Regions from separate parts of the Zea mays genome. Here region 1 is linked to region 2. The links are chromatin contacts, called in public Hi-C maps. All regions are on one chromosome and are shown on one strand. The core of a region is the stretch at or near the end of the contact, and the rest is flanking DNA. Distances in the headings are between cores, read along the strand shown. Region 1 holds the start of LOC100192760 (myosin heavy chain). Region 2 holds the start of LOC100274305 (Photosynthetic NDH subunit of subcomplex B 5 chloroplastic).

The links. A called contact is a pair of places that touch in the nucleus more often than the background predicts.
Region 1: a contact with region 2 is called in a Hi-C map of tassel, with 4 times the contacts expected there. The contact joins the promoter of LOC100192760 here to the promoter of LOC100274305 in region 2. A contact is called at or near these places in 3 of 25 Hi-C or Micro-C datasets (ear, endosperm and tassel).

Annotation. Positions count from the first base shown.
Region 1 is chr3:158,566,371-158,573,694 of Zm-B73-REFERENCE-NAM-5.0, reverse strand. LOC100192760 (myosin heavy chain) reads right to left here and starts at 5,152. Exons shown (of 17, transcript NM_001309857.1): 1 at 4,638-5,152; 2 at 4,112-4,296; 3 at 2,719-2,788; 4 at 2,543-2,584; 5 at 2,389-2,451; 6 at 1,733-1,782; 7 at 1,628-1,655; 8 at 1,189-1,263; 9 at 985-1,095; 10 at 852-912. The coding sequence starts at 5,006.
Region 2 is chr3:158,248,317-158,255,161 of Zm-B73-REFERENCE-NAM-5.0, reverse strand. It overlaps LOC100274305 (Photosynthetic NDH subunit of subcomplex B 5 chloroplastic), which reads left to right and starts at 3,074. Exons shown (of 5, transcript NM_001148668.1): 1 at 3,074-3,386; 2 at 3,604-3,658; 3 at 3,819-3,887; 4 at 3,978-4,036; 5 at 4,253-4,643. The coding sequence starts at 3,117. The coding sequence ends at 4,489. LOC100383845 (putative transmembrane protein kinase family protein) reads right to left here. Exons shown (of 9, transcript NM_001176475.1): 3 at 6,781-6,845; 4 at 6,490-6,671; 5 at 6,175-6,301; 6 at 6,021-6,092; 7 at 5,734-5,917; 8 at 5,482-5,602; 9 at 4,905-5,370. The coding sequence ends at 5,107.

The DNA of each region.
Region 1 (7,324 bases), core at 3,903-6,402, 320 kb before region 2:
CATGATATTTATGTCTCCCTCTTCTGCCCAAGGGCCCTCCTCGATAACTCTCTCCTTGAAAGTTTGGGCCACATCCCCTTTAAGCTTCCACCACTTTGTTCTAGTGACCTTGTTATGCTTATTCCGTTGTAAACGAATCTCAAAACGGAAGTCAGCTACGACAAGCTTATGTTGGGTTACCACACACTCTCTAGGTATAACCTTACAATCTAAGCAGGCATGCATGTCCTCTTTTCTCAAGAGGACGAAATCAATCTGGCTAGTGTGTTGGCCACTACTGAAGGTCACCAGGTGGGATGTCCTCTTCCTAAAGAAACTGTTTGCTATAAACATGTCATAGGCTAGGGCAAAGTTCAGGATTTCCTCTCCTTCTTGATTCCTAGTCCCAAAGCCAAAGCCTCCATGCACACCCTCGAAACTGGTGCTAGATGTACCCACATGGCCATTGAGATCTCCTCCTATGAAGAGCTTCTCGCCAACTGGCACACTACTAACCATGTCCTCCAGGCCTTCCCAGAACTCCCTCTTTGAGTTCTCATTAAGGCCTACTTGAGGAGCATACGCGCTGATAACATTGAGAACCAAGTCCCCAATGACCAGCTTGACTAGGATGATTCTATCTCCTACCCTCTTAACATCTACTACCCCATCTTTAAGGCTCTTGTCGATCAAGATACTAAATAAGCTATTTAGCTGCCTTTCAAGAGAGGAAAATGATAGTGTGCGTGCAAATGGAATGTTTGCCGTCAATTATACACAACAAGCCCATCCTTTCTAAATGTCTAGTGAATAGTTAGTACAATCAGAAAAAAGTTCAAGACTTCTCCATTAAGATTTATCAGGAAACTTACCATATTGAACTGCTAAGCCCCAATAGCGTGCAAGCCAGCATCTTTTTAGGACAACCTCCTCCTATAAAGTTCTAACTAGATTAAAATCCATATCACTAAAACAAGAGGAGTATGAAGCAGTAATCAGACTAACCATTTCTTCTTGAGTTAAGACCGTTCTCTGAGTCATAGATCGGAGAGCCTTCGTTTCAGACTCTGCCTCCTTTAGCTGGTCCATTGCTGATGCAACCTCTTCTTTGGCAGACTATTCAAAACATGATAAGTGAACAATAGGAGTCAAATAAAGCAGCATATACAACAAAGATTTCGACATTAAATTTGTCAAAATAATAATTACCTCAAGTTCTTGCCTTAGTGTTGTTACTTCCCCATCTCTGCCATCCTTTGATTCTCTTGCAGCTTTTAGCGCAGCCTGAGGATGAATGAAGTGTCGATGAAGAGTTACAAAGTTAGCATCAAAGTGCAGTTAGGGGATAAGTAAGTTTATCTGCATCTATTTAGTTTATAACAGCTTTAATACATATCCTGATATTCATGTGCTTTCAAATGAAACTTTGAAGTAAGTATTTAGCATGAACAATTGAAAATATTTTTTTAGTGACAACACGGAGTGTAAGACTGTAATTGAAGTTCTGGACAGGAATTATCCTCATTTTAACATTAAACAACAATTTAGATCTAACAGTTGATACAATATGCATAATATTGGCTAAACAAGCAGTATGATAACATATGAATGACAGCAACCTATAGCAGAACACAAGAAGAAAACTAACCTCCCTCTGTTTAAGTGCTGCTTCCTTCCTGCCAACATACGTGCACATGTTTGTCATGATCAGTAGTGGATTTATAAAACATGTGCATTCAAACACAGAACAAACCTGCTCAAGAGGCGAGCCTCTAATGATACTCCTTCTCCAAGAGCAGCTACCTGTATAACAAGAAATTATGACCTAAGAAAGCATGCAAATAGTACACTGCACAAGGAAAAATTATTCCATGAATATAAAACCCTACACAGCATGAAAAGGCCAAATTATTCCATGGATATAAAACCCTACAAAGCATGAAAAGGCCCAATTCTTCCAGTATTTTAAGGTTCAGATTCAATTATATAGACTTAGACCCAAAACAAAACTCGACCTGAGGGGGTATGACAGCCCCCGTCCATTATGTTAAGAAGAAGACATCCTCACGCAGCTCGAGAAAACCCCCGAACCCCTGCCCCACCCATACACAACGGCACCGTAGCCCATATGAGAACGACCGCGACCGGGGCCGGACCTTAGACCTGTGATTTGGCGTGGGAGTTGGGACAGACGAGGGAATTTTTTTAACCACAGCCTGAAATTCGCTCTCACGAGGAGTCGAACCCAGGACCTGAGAAGTGCTACTCAAACCACCTAAACAACTCAGCTAAAGGCCCTTTCGCGATAGACTCAGACCACATCTTACAAAAGAGCAAAGGTATCCCAAATTCCCAATGAAGCGAGTAGAATCCAAAAAATTAACATGTTTTTAGTTGATCTTATCTCGCCTGTTTCTCAAGCTCCTTGGCTCTAGCTTCAGCTTCCTCACATCTTTCTTCAGCAAGTCGCAACTGTCAATTAAGATCAAGAAATAATTTAGTGAAGCACCACATAGAAACAATGACTACATTTCACTGTATATTAATGGTATTGATGTTTCACCTTTTCTAGAACACTTTCATTCTCCTCTTGTAGCATATCAAGCTGTATAACAGTATCACATTAGTCTTTGACATAGATATACATTCTCAAGTATTCGGTGTTACAGTAACAACTAACAGTTAAACAAGAAAAATGAGTTAAAAATATAAGCAACATCTTCAGAGAAAAAGGAACACCTCATCGTGAAGTGTAGATGCCTCTCTTTTCAGTCCTGATTCTCTTGAGCTATGAAGCGCTGCATCAAATCTAAAGAAAAAAAGGGGGTTGAATCACAGTTTCCCTAATTTCTTTAAAAATCTATAAGAAGAAATTTTATAATGCAACAACATTTAATCCCAGTTTCCATTGTAACAAAAGCAATGCAGCACTCACTGTAAAAAAACTCGACCTGCGGGGTAAGACATTCTCCGAATATTATATTAAGAAGAAGACCGAGGTCAGGACCTTAGACCTGTGTTTTGTCGTGGGAATGTGGGATAGATGAGGGGATTTTTTTAACCCCGGCCTGAAATTCGCTCCCGCGGGGAGTCGAACTCGAAACCCAAAGAGTGCTACTCAGATCGCCTAACCAACTCAAGTAGAGGCCCTTTCACATGCAGCAGTCAGCACTCACTATAACATATAGAAAAGGTGTTTGTCTGGCATCCATCCAAAAATAGTGTATTTCTAAGTTTGACCAACTTTATAGAGAAGACTATCAGGATTTTAGACACCAAATAAGTATCATTAGTCTATCATGAAATATATTTTCACGGTACCTAATCTATAGAATGATTTGCATGATTGCTAAAGTGGTCACAGTTTAACTGGAATTTATCTCAACTAAATTGGGAATTATGGTACTAGATTAGATCTTCGGGTGAAAATTTCCCTACTCGCCCCCCCCCCCCCCTCCAAAAAAATAACGAGTTTATTGGTAAGAGTATCAAAATTTATTGGTGGCATAAATTTCGATACTCTTACAAATAACCTCGGTCAAAATATATATAGTTTAACTTGGGGGGGAGCTAGAAATGCACTTTTGGGGGGCAGAGTAGGGAAATTTTCACCCGAAGATCTAATCTAGTACCAGAATTCCCAATTTAGTTGAGATAGATTCCAGTTACACTGTAACCACTGTAGCAATCATGCAAATCATTCTATAGATAAAACATCAGGAGCTTACTGCTGCAACTGTACACTGTGGACAGAAATTTTGTTATTTCAAATTTATGCTACTGGGTGATTGGTGTCATCTTTCAAAAAATCACAACATTTCTTTGTTAATTAGTTTTTTCAGGTTAATTTATGGGCAATGTTGTTTGCCATATGTTATTGGCGACAATGTTTACATTGATGCAACGATACATAAATGCTAATTCAGACTAAACCCCATAGCAAGAGCGGACAGATGCAGTAAGTTAGTGGCATCTGGCATACTAGCATCACTGCTTCCAAAGAGTGGTACAAGTAAATTCAGTTAGTTTTGTTCCATTTGGTGCGACCACTGATCATGCAATCATTTAGACTAGTCTATTTTTAGGGTGCAACCTATATTCCACGTCTTTGAGGGAAATGTAACAAGTGTACCTTTTCGGTCGAGTGCGATCCGCTGGAGGCTCCACAGCCACCGGTGGAATAGGGGACGGTGTTCGCAGCGTCGTGTTGGTTTTGATTGGCGGCACCACTGTGGTGGTGGGTCGTGATGCAACAGCTGGCCTGCCTGCCGATGATGAGCGGGCCGTAGGAGGTGGCTCTACAATATTCCGACCTAACTAATGAAAACATGAGGAGATCGAATTAGCAGGAGGCCACAGAACAGCAGTTAGCAAATTGAGTAGACCTGAGAACCTGAGACACTAACACACTGCACTGATCAATTTTCCCTAAATTCTGGCTCTAAATTATTTGACGAGCATTACTAGAAGGTGATCTAGCACTAGCGAGAGGGAACTATCTTCATTTGAAATTTCATCCAATCATGGACGTTTCCGTAATAATTTGGCCTCGGTTTGACCAATTTGGACTAGTTTGCGCACAGCAGCCCGGAACGGGCGTTTCCTAAACGGGGAGGCAGCATCATTGGCGACGAGCAAGAGATCCGGAAGGAAAATACCGCAGGAGAGGGAGATCTCGCGGAGCGTCCAAGCAGGGACACGCCGTTGCTGCCGTGCGCCACTCTTCCACTTCCGAACCTCCCAGGAGCCGGGGGCGGGTAGTCATCGTCGTCGTCATCGTCGCCGGCGGCCGCGGCGGCGTTCTGCGAGGCCATGACCTGCGCGAGCCTCGCGGCCGCGGCGCGCGCGGCGACGTTCTGCGTGCGGCGGATGTTGGAGGTGCCGGGCGCGCCCGCGGCGGAGGCAGCGGAGGAGGTGGAGGAGGAGCGGTGGTGCGAGGGGGAGACGCCGCCGGGGGAGGAGGAGCCCGTGCTGCTGCCGCTCCGCTGCCGCCCGTAGACGGGGCTTCCCGCCCGGAGACGGTCCATGCTGCGGCTCGCCGGTGGGATCTGGGCCGGCGGGCGGGCGGCTGCGGCGCGGAGATGGCGATGCCGGGGCGAGGGAGAGTGGGAAGGAAGTGGGGGAGAGCACGCTCGCGACGCCGCTGGAGAGCTTTCAGTTTTTGCTCTTCTTGCAGTTTGCCCCCTCCTACTCTGTCGATCTTTTTTTTGGAGGGCAACTCTCCTGCCTGCCAATTTATGGCCCTGTTTGTTTCGGCTTCTGACAGCTTCTGGCCACCAAAAGCTGCTGCGGACTGCCAAACGCTCAGCTTTTCAGCCAGCTTCTATAAAATTTGTTGGGGCAAAAACCATCTAAAATCAACATAAATACATAATCGCTTGAGTCGTTGTAATAGTAGGAATTCGTCACTTTCTAAATCCTGAGCCCTATGAACAACTTTATATTCCTACACCCGTAATCGTAATGATACTCAGATTCTCCACACAGCCAGATTCTCTCCACAGCCAGATTTTCAGAAAAGCTGGTCAGAAAAAAGCTGAACCAAACAGTCCCTATGTTTGTTCCGTACCCCTTTTTGCGCTCTTTTTGGGTGGTTCGATTCATTCCACAGGGTCAAATGCAGAGAAATTTTGATGATTTTTTTTCTGCCCCTCCAACTGCAAATCGACTTTGACATTATTGCTATGATGTACTCTCGCCTTGTTACTTGAGAACTAATATAGATCCTAGGACTGGGTATCAAGCCAGCTCGACTGATGTCGAGTTGGCTCGTTAACGTAACGAGCGGACTCGGTTCGCCTTTTTGCAAGCTCAAACTAGCTCGAGAGCCACAATAAATAATAATATACATGTATATTTACAAAAATATAATCAATTGCTAGTTGATTTTATACTAATTTAACACTAGATAGAATAATGATAATGCTCATAATTTCATACTAGCTGAGTGCTCGTGCGTTGCAACGGAAATATATAATATCAGTATACTACGATAACTTATATACAAATGTGTGTTATATTGTTATGAGAAAATATTTTATAATCAATTTATGATCTTAGTTATACATAAATTTTGTTATTTTAATCTAGTTGTTTCACCACTACATTGCAACCATCAGTATCATGTAGATTTCGATATATGTCATGATTTGTATGGTCTCATTATTGGAGAGCACGTTCCACACATGCCGGAAGAAATTTTCTCGTACATCGTTAGTCATCAGACACACACCACCATACGCTCTTGCTTAAACAAAAGGTAAGTGTGTGTGTTTGCGAAGAGAATTAAAGGCAGACCGGCACAAAAGGTACCCTGACGATGGCGAGGATAACGAACTGGTCACTGTTGTCGATCCTCCTCTGCGTCACCTCCGGCGCCAAGATAACGCCACAATCCTCGATATAGTAGTCGTCGAACGCGCGCGACATGGCGAGTACCGATGACTCTTGGTTGGGCTGCAAAATGAAGTGCACCCCGGACTCATCAGCGAGGTAGTACCCCTGGCCGTTGCACCACCGGATGCGCTACTTCACTACATACATCATGTTCGAGGACACTCACACAACGTCAGTAACGTCCATCGTCCCAGCGCATAAGAATTCATGTCCGGTCAGTAGCGACTTACGTGGCAGGTTGGGCTTCAGGTGGACGATGAGCTAGACGGCGTGATTGCGTCGTCGTCGGATGCGGTGTCCAGAACAACCCGAGAGTCGTCGACGCTGGCGACAACCATGAGGCCCCTCTGCTTAACGATGGACAGCGCGGTGCAGCTACTCTGGACCGCGTCCAAGTGGCGGCTTCGCGTGAGCTTGTCGTACACAGCGGCGCATGCGACCACGTAGGACTCTTTCTAGAGGTCGAACTAACAGTCGTCAAGCTTCTTCTCGTCATCGATGAGCGACGCCAACGCGAGTGCCTCCTGCTCATGGTGTTTGTTCTGGATTTCAAGTAAGAAACATGGATTCATGCTTGGCGTTGGTTTATGAAAATGACTCACAAGTCTGATCCATAGAAAAAATATTACGAAGAAAAAATGTCACGCATGCAAAAAAGGAATTTAAGTATAATACATTATTCAAACAAAAGAAATTGCATGCAAATCTCTTCTTTAAATAATATTACCTCCATCCAAAAATATAATTCAAAAATCTCAGTGATACTTATCTACTACTACGCATTGTGCAAGGGTAGCAAGTGAGCTTGGTGAGAGATGTAGTAGACGTGTTTCCTGTCATAGATGTAGATATAAACACACATGTGGTGTAGCGGTAGCTATTCTTGGCCTTTGCTTGAGAGGTCACGGGTTCAAATCCCCTTGAGGACGTGTTTTTTTAATTTTAGCTA
Region 2 (6,845 bases), core at 1,825-4,324:
TGGTCTTTCCACTCAACCAATTAACGAAAAGAAGATATCGAGGGTCAAATTTATCAGGACCATCGATCCACTGGAAAAAGAAACACCTCTGATGTCCCTAAAATAATGGAAAGATGCACTATTACATATCTACAAAATAATGAATGCGAACAAAATTAAGTGACAAGTCATAAGCTACGTACGTCCAAAGTGCCACAAAGGTAGTAGCAGCGAGCAGCCGTGTCTGGATGTTGTGATTGATGTACCCAAGACAGTCTGCCACAGTCACAGTTAGGCACGGGGAGTTCAGGAGGAACAGGAGCATCCTTGCTAGATACGTCCGGATATAACTCCCGAGGACGACCTCTCTTCTGCCACAACGCCTCTCGGTACATGTCTTTCATCTAATAAACGATTATAATTATCACCTGTACCTGTTATGCTTTATAATAAGTTTACACAAACTAATAATCGAAATGATAATATAATAGGTGTATACAAATTATTAAACTAACAACCCAATATCCAAAACGAATGAGTTGGAAATCATACCTTGGTCTACGAAGTGAACCAACTCAAATCTTTGAATCCAGCAAATTTTGACGAAGTTTGGAAATGGGATGAAATGAGCTGCTCTCGGCCAGCCGCGCGGGCGTTTTTATAGGAATTTGTAGCTCGGCGCCAAGATCTGTGGCGCCGAGCTACGAGGCCGGGCCGCAACTAGCCGTTGCTGCCACGTCATAGCTCGGCGCCATAGGCTGTGGCGCCGAGCTACGGCACCACGTCAGAGCTAGCCGTTGATGCCACGTCACAGCTCGGCGCCATAGGCTGTGGCGCCGAGCTGTGTTAGCTCGGCGCCATGGCCTATGGCGCCGAGCTAAGGGTCCAAAACTGAGTTTAAAATTTTTTTAGGTCTAAACGTGATTTTACTTCTGTTTAAGGGCTAAAATACAAAAAAATTCGGTACCACCGGCCGGTGAAGAGACGAACGAACACTGCGGATCTGTAACCGGAGATATCGCGTTTCCACTTCGTTCCCAGTTCATAGCAATCGATCAATTGCTCAGCCGCATTCCTCAATCCGCGGCCAACAATCTTCCGTGCTCAAGGCCCCAGCTGCGTTTCTTCATCCGCGTCTTAAGGGGAAAACTATACTTTATCCATGCACTTAACATGGATCCAGCAGGTAGAGCGGGTTCAGTTGCATACTCATTTAACCTATATCTGTATTCCTGTGAGTAAAAATATATCTGAAATATAACCAACAATTATCTTGAGTTTTAGCCTAGCCTATTGATTTGTCAGAGTCCAAGCGTCGAAGGTTCGAAGCACGAAGCGTCCAATTCTGGACGCACGCCACCAGCATGCTCACTGCTCACACCTATACTCGGTTCAACCTGAGTAGAAGTCCCAACACAATTGTGCGGTTGAACAATTACTCTCTAAATATATATATATTAAAGACCTAATATTACCTCTATTCTCGAATATTTTTCATTCGCTAGCTCATTTTTGAACTAACAGGCGACAAATAAAATACAGAGATAGTATTATTAATATTTGTTATATTTGTGCATTTTTCCTTATTGAGTATGGGTACTCATCGGATAAAAAATACCCACACGAGTACGTGTATGAGTGTGAAATTGTATCCGTGCACAAGTAGGGGTATTAGAGTGGCGAGTTTTTAGTTTGACGGAACCGAGTCTGGGGTAGCAAAACCCGGCAGGTCTTTATCTGTTACCATTTCTAATCGAGAGGCTTGGTAGTGTTAGGCTGTCTCCAACAAGGGGCGCTAAAGCGTTCGGTATGCTATATTTAGCGTTTCTCGGTGTCCGCTATCGCTCCAGCAAGAACCGGCAAATGGTCCGCTAAAATATAGCGGCAGCTCGACGACCGGTAAATGTGGAGTGTTGTTGTTCATCCGCTATCCATCCGCACAGAGTTGTTGTCTGGTTCTTCTCGTCTTCGCCAACAGCATGCCACAGCACGACAGCTCTGCTACTCCACCCGTTGAGTACCACGACAGCTCTGCTACGTTCGGTATGAGAGATTATGCACGAAATCATCTCTGTATTTTCAGTGCAGCAACGTGATTTCATTTTATTTGTGTCTTGTTGCTTTATTTTCACCTTCCAGACTGAAGTTGAGTCACATTGACTCTCCGCCAACTGGTAAGGACAGAGGCAGGGCTTCGAGGCGTTCACGAGTAGAGTACTGGTGATGTCAGAGCTTTACTCATCGTTCGATTACAGTAAAAAAAAATGCATGGGCAGTTTATTGATGCAGTGATGCTAGCCTTTTTTTCTCTTACTATGAAGATGGGGGACTATGTTGTCTTGATACCAAAAGAACTGGGAGCAATTGCATTTTTTTTGTATAATACTAATTTAAGAAACTGGTTTGTTGATTACTAGGCTTAAGGATCTGATCTGTAACAATGTCATGTGCGGGTCTTCTTGTGACATCGCAATCTCGAGGGCACCCCAAGGCCGCCAAATGTTCTAGTGTCCATTGATGCTTGGTAAGAATTCAGTTAGAGCTTTACATGCAAATTAGTACTGTATATTTATTTGTAAACATAGCACCATTGTACTACTAATTAACTGTGTATATCTAAACCCTAAACCCTAGGTTGATGAAGACGTTCTAGCAACCAACCATAGGTCGCTATAAAAAAATCGTTGTGTAGTGTATGAGAGAATTTAGAAAGAACCACTCCATATACATGGAAAAATTTAAAGGACAGGGTTACAGATAATCCTACAAAGAGTGAGTTCTCACTTGTTTTGTTGGTGTCCGTTGACCAAAGCACATGCGACAGTTTCTTACAAATATAGCGCACAGAATCACGATTTTTTTTGGCGGGGGGAGGGGTTACTGTGGGACGTCCGTAGGTGTTCAGTTCCACAGAATCGTACCGAGTTTTTATGAGCTGATTATTTCCAGAAACGAAAAAAGGGACAGGAAAAGACAGCGGAAAAATCCTGGACGGTAGGTGTCCAACTCCAGCGCACCATTATCCGCTTGCTTTTTTGTCTCTTGGCCGCAACGTGAAGTGCAGCAGCAGCCAGCAGCGGGGGCTGGAGCACTCACCAGTCACCACTCAGCAGCGATCGCAGCACCGCGGCGAGATAATGAGCAGCCTGTCCTCCGGCATCTCTGCCTCGCCATCTGCAGCGCCCAGCACCGCTCGGCGCCGCCATGACGCAGCGCCGCAGCAGCTGAGGGTGAAGGCGGCGGCGCGGCCACAGCTGCTGCACGCCGGCCGCCGGCGTTCGAGTGTCGGGAGGAGGCCGGGCGGCGGCGCGGTGGTGGTGAGGGCCGGGCCTGGGCCGCTGTCGGAGATCGAGCCGGACCTGGAGGAGGACGCCATCGACGTGTACCGCACCAACGGCATCAGCCCGGTCCGTCGTCGTCGTCCCTCGTTTCCTTCCTTTTCTTCTCTTCTCTTCTCGGTTGTCGTTCCGCGCTTAGTTAGTTAGACTAGGAACACGCAGGAAAGCAGTGAACCTTGACGTAGGTTGTGCTATGAACGAGAGCTCTGAAGAACGGAGTACGTTTCGTTCGTTCGTTCGTGGATGACACTGGAGAGGATCTGTCTTGTCTTGTCTTGTCTTGCAGGAGGACTTCGAGTACGGGAAGTATGACGGACACCACACCTATTTCGAAGGCCAAGGTATTACTATCCTCCCAGAAAAAAATAAGAACTCCATTGTTCATGATATGATATCCTTCATTGCAAAAAGAAAAAGAAATAATAGTCCACTGATTGTTTTGTGCTGTGGTGAAACAAAAACCTGCAAACAACCGCAACACCCCCCGCTTTTCTTCCCAAGACAAGAAGGGCTTCTGGGAGGATGTCTCCGAGTGGTACCAAGAAGCTGAGCCTCCTCAGGGCTTTCAAGGTACTACCACTACTGTGTAGCTCTTTCAGATCTTTATGCTTCTGCCTTGCTCATTTGTTGCACTGCATCAATGGCGGCGATCTCTTGCAGCACTCATCTCCTGGGCATTTCCTCCTGCGATCATCCTCGGCATGGCTTTCAATGTGCCGGTAAGGATCCAGCACTTCCTCCTCCCAGTACCTAGTCCCCTGTTTGGAACACGAAGTTTCCTGGTCGGAAGTGAATTGTGCTTTCTGTCGGGAAAGTGAATTGTTTCCTGTGAAATTCCTGCGCTCCAAGCATTTGTGCCCCAAAAAAAAAAAAAAAAAAAACTCGTCACCTGCATCTACTGATCGGATCGGAGACGCGTCTGCTTGTGTCGCCAGGGGGAGTACCTGTACATCGGGGCGGCCGTCTTCATCGTGGTGTTCTGCGTCATCGAGATGGGCAAGCCCGACAAGCCGCACAACTTCGAGCCGGAGATCTACATGATGGAGAGGTCGGCCCGCGACAAGCTCATCGCCGACTACAACTCCATGGACATCTGGGACTTCAACGAGAAGTACGGCGAGCTCTGGGACTTCACCGTCAACACCAGGGACGACATCGTCAAGTCGACCTAGATGCATTGCGTACACCGCTCGCTGCCCTTCAGATTGTTGCCTCACAGCAAAAAAAACCCTGTGAAAGGAAGCTGTAGCTGCTAGGAAAATCTCTTGAATAAAAAGGAAAGCCATCCTTCCTGTAAGACTGGAGAGCCTGAAAATCTGTTCTATCCTCGTGCCATATAATACACGACATGTTCTGCAGACTGTTGCTTCAACTTTCTGCATGAATTGCCTTTGTTTTCATGTTTTCTCCAATACTTTGAAGGGAAGAGAAAAAAAAACACATGCAAGACTGATGCGCTGAACAATCAAGAGCCGCTGGTTTGCCACCACCCACCCATTCTTATTATTATTCAACAAAAGGAAAATGTCATTAATTCCCCTAAAAACATGTGCAGAAAAGGGAGAATTAGGAAGGAACCATCAGGGTAACAAAACTGGGGAGAAAAAAAGGGTAAGCCTCGCAGCTGTTTCCTCTCTTTTTTTTTTACACTTGGGATGCAGCTGGCTCGCTATGAAGACGGGCTCTTCTTTTTTTTCCCGAATTCCGAAAGAGAACAAGGCTGGTCTACTGCCCTGAGGAGGAGAGAACTAGCTTTTCTTCTAGACTACACATCCCACTGATGTTTGTTTCACCTGGATGTTCTGAAGAGCTGACTGCCTAGAGTCACGGTTGGGGTACCTTCCGCCATGACTGCTGTGAGGCTGATCTCCTGCTCGCGGATCCGTTGTATCTCAGCCTCCACCGAGCTCATCGACGGGCGCTGCTCGCTCGTCGGATTTACGCACCGTGCTGTCAGGCTCAGCAATTCCTTCATGCTTTGTGAGGTAAAGCCACCGGCCATTCTGCTGTCTGCGATCACGGAGATGTCACTTGATTCCTGGAAGCTCTGTGCCTGCACATCAACAGAACAGACGAGTAAAAAGATCTGTCCAGAGACGGGTATGTTATTTTGCAGAGAAGGGTGGACAAACATCAAGCATCAAGCAGTGATGCCATTATTTACCCACTGAATGATGCATTGATCAGAGACAGCTTTCCGTCCGCTAATTAGCTCCAGAAGGAATACGCCAAAGCTGTACACATCGCTTTGTATGGAAAAGTTCAAGTTCATAGCTTCCTTCATTCTGATCATGCAACAGAAGTTCCATCGATCTTAAATAATGCAAAGCAGATTCAAGGCAGATGATTCTACTGTATCTATCTGATGTAAGCAATGAATGTAAGAACTATCAGAAACATGTGTGTCCATTGTTACCGAGGTTCCACGAAAGGATCATTAAATGTTCTGGAAGACAGTCCTGTAACACCAAGTCGATCAAGCATGCCTGGAATCCCAGTATCTGCAACTTTTGGTGCGAAGTCCTCGTCCACAAGTACATTAGAAGTTTTGAAATTCATATGGACCGCAGGGGGTGTCAGCGAATGCAGGTGACTCAGGCCTGGATAGCAAGAAAATATCGCCATTTAAGATTGTTGATGTAGTTGCCACAAGGACACTGCTACAGAAGAATGCGTCTAAGCCGATATGCTGTGAAGGCTTACCTTTAGCTGTGCCATGAGCAATAGAAAGTCTCTTCTTGAATTCTAGCCTTGAACCTAGAGCATGGCTGTTACCTACAAAAGTATAGCAGAAAAATTAGAACCTATGACACTACTCTTGTACATTAGAGTTAGATAAAAACGCAATGGAAATCACCATGTAAATGTGTTGATACGCTGCCATTGGAGATATACTCATAAACAAGCATCTGCATGCCATCCTCCTGACAGTACCCCAAAAGTTTTACAAGGTTCCAATGACAGAGAGATGCTAGATAATTAACCTGACAAGAAAACAGCACTGACACATGAGCTCAAAACAATGTCAGAAGGGTGTGGAGCAAGCTGGGCTATGTTTCAAATTATAACAGGACGTCATGTGGAAAAAAAACTAAAGTTAAAACACAGCACATTCGACGAATTCGGGACCAGAAATTACTGAACATGTGGATAAGTAAGAAGATTATGCTACCTCTTGAATGAATTCCTGGCTAGGAGGAGAATGCCGTCTTTTAACAGCTACTATTGTGCCATCCTGGAGCAAACCCTTATATACCTCTCCGAACGTCCCTTGTCCAATAAGGTTGCCATTGCTGAAATTCCTTGTAGCAAAATTCAATTCCTCTAAACTAAGACATCTTGCTTCCTGCGACTCTGATAGGTGGAAGACGAAGTTATTACTTATGAAAATAGAAAGAAAGATGTATCTTTAGATGAATTATCTGAAGTTTTAAAGTTTTATTGAAAGTAACTTAAGCAGTACCTGGTAGAGCTTGATCTGAAAAACCACTTTCTGAAGAGTCTGAGGTTCTTTTGCGATGCTGTAGG